Regions from separate parts of the Pan troglodytes genome. Here region 2 is linked to region 1. The links are chromatin contacts, called in public HiChIP or PLAC-seq maps. All regions are on one chromosome and are shown on one strand. The core of a region is the stretch at or near the end of the contact, and the rest is flanking DNA. Distances in the headings are between cores, read along the strand shown.

The links. HiChIP or PLAC-seq counts read pairs in DNA pulled down with a chosen protein or histone mark.
Region 2: a contact with region 1 is called in an H3K4me3 HiChIP or PLAC-seq map of stem cell-derived excitatory neurons, with 5 times the contacts expected there. The contact joins the promoter of LOC746315 here to the promoter of TCF12 in region 1. A contact is called at or near these places in 1 of 7 Hi-C or Micro-C datasets (stem cell-derived neural progenitor cells) and 1 of 1 datasets of contacts at active chromatin or transcription factors (stem cell-derived excitatory neurons).

Annotation. Positions count from the first base shown.
Region 1 is chr16:48,931,918-48,935,670 of NHGRI_mPanTro3-v2.0_pri, reverse strand. It overlaps TCF12 (transcription factor 12), which reads right to left and starts at 1,640. Exons shown (of 20, transcript XM_016927652.4): 1 at 1,093-1,640; 2 at 11-107. The coding sequence starts at 85. It overlaps LOC134808534, which reads left to right and starts at 2,321. Exons shown (of 4, transcript XM_063795048.1): 1 at 2,321-2,459; 2 at 2,787-2,934.
Region 2 is chr16:49,310,437-49,313,907 of NHGRI_mPanTro3-v2.0_pri, reverse strand. LOC746315 reads right to left here and starts at 2,092. Exons shown (of 3, transcript XR_010151712.1): 1 at 1,157-2,092.

The sequences.
Region 1 (3,753 bases), core at 391-2,890:
GCTCTCATACCGCACTGAAGTCCAGTAGGTCGCTCAGCTCCTTGTCGGTCCCTATAGCGGCCATGCGTTGTTGCTGGGGATTCATCTTCGGCCACTTCTAGCAGGTCCTAGGGCAGAGGAAACGGGCTCAGCGAGAGACCACCGAGGCCCAAAGTGTGTGAGGGCACAGAGAGAGGTACTGGGGAAGATTACGCAAGAGCGCTGGGGGCGCCGGGATGACTTCCAGGACCCCGACTCGCTCCCACCGCGGCGCGAGCAAGGGGCGGGAGGGCTCAGTGCCCGCGCCGGGTCCCGGAATCCACGCGTTCCTCGCCGCGGCCCGAGACCGACGCGGCGGCTCCCGCAACTCGCCGCCTCTCCCCCAAGTTTCCGAGCCAGTCTCTGCCACCTCCTCGGCGCCCCCTGCTCCGCGCCGCCGCCGGGTGCTCCGCGCGCCGGGCCCGGCCGCGACTGGGGTCTCGAGGAGCGGGGTGAGGGGCAATTCGGCGTCCAGCGAGCGGAGCGGCGGCGAGCGGAGATGCGAAGTGACTCACTCGCTCGGCAACAATAGAACTGACAAGTTGCAGGGAACGCGCCGCTCGCAGGCCCGCGTCTGCGGCCGCCGCCGCCCGGACGTCCCCGGCGGGCCCAGGGAGTCGGAAAGCACCCCCAGCTCATCCAAGGGGCGTTTTTAAACAGAAAACAGAAACCCCGACAACTAGTCTCGCTCTCGGCCGGCGTCCTCCTCCCCAGGCTCGGCCTCCTCCCACTTTTGCTGCCCTGCCCCGGACCTGCCGAACAATGAGCCTGGCTCCGCGGCCGAAGCCGCCCGATCTCCCGCGCGCCCCGGAGCCTGGGCGCCGGCCCGAGTCGGGCGCCGAACGGGGCGCACAGGCCGAGCGCGCCGCCAGCGGGCCTGAGCGCCCGCGACTCGAGCCTCCGCCCCCACTCCGCTCCCCAACTTGGAGGGGACCCCGGGTTTGGCGCTGTACAAAGGGGCGCGGAGTTGAGGCGGGGGACGGGGGCGCCCCCGCTCCGGCAGGGACGCGGCGGCGCCCCGCAGCCCCCGGCCCCGCCGCGCCGCCCCACTCCCGCTCGCTAGCCCGCAATTACCTGCCGCCCCGTCTCCGCATCCAACCACCCCGATTAAAGTTCACTTTGGCCGGGAGAACGGGCTTGGGCTTCCCCTTGCACCGCCCAGCGGCTCGGTTCACTTTGCCCCGCACGAGCTCTCGGGTCTGGGAGGGGGAGGCGGCTTTCGGGCCTGGCCGCCCCTTCCTCCCGGGGCGGGCTGTCGGTCCCCCCGAATAGAACTTGTGGGTCTCTTCAGGCGGACATTTTTTTCGCTGAGGCGGCCTCACCACCGCGCTCGGCTCGCCTCCGGATCCCTCCGCGCCGGGAAGAGCCGCGGGTTAACCCTTCCCTCCCCGACCCGCTCCGCCGCCTAGGAAGTGGGGCCGGCAGAGGGGGCGGGGAGGAGCTGGCGGGGACTGGGAGGAGCCGCACCGCGGCGGGTGGACAAAGCCCGCGGTCGGGTGAGGCGGGACGGAGTTGGGGCCGGTGGGGAGGGGCATGAGGCGCTCGCAGGCACCTCGAGAAGCAGGCCCCGACCGCTCGCCGACGAAGCCTCGTCCGGGCCTCCTGGGAGCGGGGTGGCAGGCACCGTGGCGCCTCCTCGCGTTGGTCTTGCTGGTTCTCGGCCCCCGAAGCGGAGCGACGGAGACACAGCTGTGGAAGCATCTGGATCCGCTGCCCAGGTCCCCGAGCTTCCCGGAACCCGAGGCCGCAGGACACTGAAGGCTGCCATTCCCGAGTAGGTCACGCTGGACGCCACCCTAAGCTGGGCCCAGAGGCTCCCGTCCAGGAGGGCTGCAGTCGGCGCAGACACCGCGCGTGTGGGGACGGGAGACCCATCCTCCTCGGCCGTTCCGAGAGTAGGCGCGGCCGGTCAGATTCGATGCAGAGCCGAATGCGGGAGAAAGGGCAAAACGTCCCTCAAACCAGACAAAGCCTTGTGAGCTTCAGGTTCTCAAATACCCCACTCACCCAGACCCCACATCTCCAATCACCCCCTCGCACCCAAATCCCATTCGGAGCCACCGAACTGCACGTGGGACTAGTTCTTGGGAATGGATCAAGCCAGTCTCTTCATCTAACGGAGACAGCCCTGGGTGGCTCTGTCACACAGCCACTGTCTTGTGCACAAGTTCTGAACTTGGCCTCAAAGAAGCCCCAGAGTAGAAAGAAGACAAAAGAAGCCCCAGTTCTTCGATTCTGGGCTAAAGTGAGATTTTCTTGAATGGCAGCCAGTGTTTTGCCTCTTAGGTAAGTGAGTGCAGTAAAGACCGGTAAGGCCCACGCAGAAGAAACACTGAGGAAAGAAGACACTTCCAAAGTAACAAATGGGAGGAAGCAGCCAACGCCCGAGGACAACATGGCAAGAAGGAGCCTTTGGATTCCGGACTGGGATGGAAAGAGAGGTAGATTCAGCTACCATATGCCATTACTGTAGTTAGTACAGTTGTCTCTATATCCGTGGGATTGGTTCGCAGACTCTGGATTTTCTAAGACGTTCAAGTCTCTTACATAAAAATGATGTATTTCCCCATATACTTTAAATCATCTCTAGATTACTTATAAAACCTAATACAATGCAAATGCTATGTGAATAGTTGTTAAGGTGTATTTAGGAAATAATCATCCAAAGAAATCTCTATATTTTCAGTACATTTTCAGGCTATATTTTAGGCTCTATATTTTCATGTATTTTCAGGCCTGGTAAGCCTAACTACATTTCTTGTTTTCAGTTGATTGAATCCCGGAATTTGGAAACCCCAGATACGGAGGGCGGACGGTACAACCGGAGCTGTCAGGTGGATTTCCAAGGCTTTGCATTGGCTGTACCTGAAACTTATGGTGGCCTAGACTCCCCAGTATCCACTCTTCCTTATCTTGGTAAACAAGCCCAGTTCTTAGTCACATCCCTGCTCTGCCTACTTACAGGGGCATGTGGTCCCAATCTAAGCAACGTAGCATAATTCCAACCTAAATCAGCAGAATCCCATTCCCTGCCACAGTTATTGGCTGGCAATGAGCGTAACATATTTGGGCCAATGAGGAGCAATTTCCTGGTCTTTGTTGGGAAAAGTTTTTCTTTCATTTTCTGAGAGCGCTTCAGAGGTAACCCATTCTTTCTGCATGTCCTCAAAAAAACGGGTCCCCTGGATGGTGGGTAGCCATCTTCCAAATACAAGTCTAGCCGGGTTAGAATAAAGAAGACATCAAGAAAACAAACATGCATAGAGATTTGATCTTTGGTGACTTTTTTTTTTTTTTTTTTTTTTGAGATGTAGTCTGGCTCTGTCACCAGGCTGGAGTGTGGTGGCAGGATCTCGGCTCACTGCAACCTCCGCCTCCCAGGTTCAAGCGATTCTCCTGCCTCAGCCTCCCAAATAGCAGGGATTACAGGTGCGTGCCACCATGCCCAACTAATTTTTTATTTTTTTAGTAGAGTCGTGGTTTCACCATGTTGGCCAGGCTGGTCTGGAATTCCTGACCTCAAGTGATCTGCCCTCCTCAGGCTCCCAAAGGGCTGGGATTACAGGCGTGAGCCACCGTGCCTGGCTTTGGTGACATTTTTGAGGCTCGGAATCAAGCAACTTCTGAATTCAGGTCTATCTTCACAGATTAGACCAATAGGATTCGAATTTTCTGTTGTCTGTAATCTAGTGTGGTCTACACAGTACCACCCCAATGACCATTTTTTTAGTAGCA
Region 2 (3,471 bases), core at 843-3,342, 380 kb before region 1:
GAATTCCTGAACCATAAAATCATATTAAAAATGATTTGTAATTGAATAATTGATTGAATGAGGGAATGGACATTAAACTGAGGATTACCTGGAAAATCTGATTTATTATCTGATTTCTACCAATGGGACCCAGGGTCAATGGCTGGAGGAAGCTTTTAACATCCTACCAATTCAAAGGGACTCCTATCTTGGTGACAGCCTCCAAATGGGTTGAGTGAGAATTCAGTGCAACTTAGCAAGTATAAGAATCCACGTATAGTGGAGGGGTCCCTGCTCTAAAACTCCCACCACATTGGGCCCGCAGTCCCCCAGACCAATGTTTGTGATTGCAAAACCACTGCTCCTATTATTAGCATGACTGGCTTTGTCACCACGGTCAGGTCCTCCCTGACTTGGGCCCTCTCTGGGTTAACTGCTCCCTCCTTAGGTCCCAGCGTCCTGTGTCCTCACCCTGGAGAGCATATGCTACAATACCTTATAATTTCTCACCACCTTCTTGGCCTCTCCTGCTGGTCTGAGTGGTGGCCATCTTCAGATCTCCTTTGGCACCCAGTACCCCACATGTTTTAGGGATGAGGGAGAAGAAGCAGGGGGTGCCAGAGGTCAGCTTCAGCTCTTCCCGGCAGGGAATTGGAGCTCGAGACTGAAATGTATTTTGTTACTTTATTTATTCAGAGATGGAGTCTCGCTCTCTCACCCAGGCTGGAGTGCAATGGCGCAATCTTGGCTCACTGCAACCTCCGCCTCCGAGGCTCAAGCGATTCTCCTGCCTCAGCCTCCTGAGTAGGTGGGATTACAGGGGCCTGCCACCACGCCCAGCTACAATTTTTTTTTTTTTTTAATTTTCTAGGGGAGATGGGGTTTCGCCACGTTGGCCAGGCTGGTCTCAAACTCGTGACCTCAAGTAATCCGCCTGCCTCAGCCGCCCAAAGTGCTGGGATTGCAGGCATGAGCAGCCGAGTCTGGCCTATTTTGTTACTTTAACTTATTATGAAAGTTTCCTAATGCACATGAAAGTAGGTGAGAATCAAAATTAAACTTTCATGTATCTTCGTCTAGTTTCACTTATTATCAACATTCTGACATTCTCACTTTGTCTACCATGTACTTTCGGCTAGAATATTTAAAAAATAAATACCAGTATCATATGACTTACCTGTAAACACTTCAAAATATGAGCTTGAGATGTAGAATCACTGATTTTGGGGTTAAATGAACCTCAAAAGTCCTCCTGTGTTCAAATGGGCCTGGGCTTGGAAGCTCTGCAGTGGGTGCCTGGCTCTTGGAGACCCCGGCCACAGGGGGAGGGGGATACGTCGTGGATGCTGGAATCAGCTCTCTGCCTGGATCCTGGGAAAACGCCCCCTGGAGTGATTGGCTTAGTTCTTCTTGGGCCCATCACAGCTCATCCAAGTGATCCACTTGCTTCCTGTTCTCCAACTCCTCTGTCATGTGCAGCCATTTCATCTTCACACCACACCCTTGTGATTTAGGGAGTATCATCTCCATCATGCCTGTAATCCCAGCACTTTGGAAGGCCAAGGAGGGCAGGTCACGAGGTCAGGAGTTTGACACCAGCCTGACCAACATGGTGAAACCTCGTCCCTACTAAAAATACAAAAATTAGCTGGGAGTGGTGGCGGGCGCCTGTAATCCCAGCTACTCAGGAGGCTGAGGCATGAGAATTGCTTGAACCCAGGAGGCGGAGGTTGCAATGAGCCGAGATCACACTACTGCACTCCAGCCTGGGTGACAGAGGGAGACTCTGTCTCAAAAAAAAAAAAGAAAAAGAAAAGAAAATTTCCCCCACCCCTTACTATTTGCATATTACAAGCAAAGCAGTTTATGCTCGGAGAGGCTAAGTGACTTGCCCAGGGTTACCCAGGTAGTGGAGGGAGAAGCAGAATTCCCACCCAGCTCTGCTGAACTCCGATGCCCTAGCTTGCCTGGTGGCACCCACAACCGGCCCTCAGTGTCCACTTTAGCCTGGGCAAGAGAATGGTCCATAAACGACTTCCTGCCCAATGGTAAACAGTGGAAGGCAGGCTCCTGTGTTTCTCGTGGTTGGTGGTAAACGCTGCTTTTGCAAAGTGGCTTTTGGGGAGGAGAGGTTTTAGGAAGTGTGTTAAATGAGTGGGGAAGTGTTACTTGGGGGTTTCCCAGCACTCATCACGCACACTGCAGGGGCTGCCCTCCCCCGCAGCACACTGGGAGAGCCTGTCCTCCAGCGCTGCCCACGCCCGGCCGTGGGCCTCATTCCCCACTGGATCTCCTGTCTTTGATGTCAAATATACCCAATTCATCTCTTTCATATCACTACAAAGGAGCCTCCTAATTACTCTGTTTAGACAGCCTCTTCTCCAAATATTAAACATTTGGTCTTCCCAGGCCCCCCAAGCATTTAGTATCATCAAGGTTGTTGCGAAATCCACTTTTCCCCCAACTGGTGGGCAGATTCCTCTCTCTCTCCATTCCCAGCCTCCCTGGGCAGATCTGGACAAGTCATCCCACATATTCTTTTTCCAAGCAGGCTGCTCTTGGGACACAGCCCTTTTCTTCTGGTGAGAGGGTCGGAGCAGTGGGATGGACCTTGAGCGTTTTCTTCAATCTCAGCCCTGTTGGGAAGCCCTGGAGAAGCCTTGGGGAGACCCAAGGACTCAGGGGTGACCTGTCATGCCTGACGCAGGTATGTGGGGCATCTCCACCTTTGGTGGTGGCAGGCCCAGCACCAAGTCCAGAACGTTTGCTGGCTGGTGGGGAAACAGAGACTTCCTGGTTCCAGATCAGAAACTGCCTTGAGTAGCTGCATCTCTCCAGACACCAGATGCTCGGTACCTGCGGCTACGATAGCCTCTCCTCCTTCAAAAAAAAAAAAGCACTCTAATCCTGGAACCCGTCCCCATCCCGAACCTCCACGGCCTTGCCACCGCTTCCTTAGGTAGAGAAGTCGGCTCACATTTCTTCCTACTCAACAGCTGCTAGTGTTCGCCCTTCTAATGCCTCCCTCCTGGTCCCATGGGCCTTTGCCAGCTGATGTCACGGCACAGTGCTATGTCATGGGTCTGTGCTATGCTCCCTGTTCTGCTCTCTCTTCATGGTGTGGCTGGTCCCCAGAAGGACTCTGTGGCTTGGGACTGCTCCCCAGATGTCCCTCCTGTCTCCACATGGGCCTTGTTGCTCTGGCTGAGCAGAAAACAGCCTCCCCATTCCCCTGGCCCCACACCAAGGCGGGGGTCAAGGAAGGTTTCCAAAGGGACATTTGAGCAGAATCTTTTCCTTCTCTCCTTCCCTTTCTCCTTTCCCTGCCTTCCCATCTCCCTTCCTTCTTTCTTTCAACTTTTTATTACGAAAAACTTCATTTTCAAAAGTAAAGTGTATAATGAACCCCCATTTACCTATCTCACCCAGCATCAATGCTGATAGACCGGGCCAATCTTGTTTCCTCAAAACCCCCTAACCCCACTACCCACC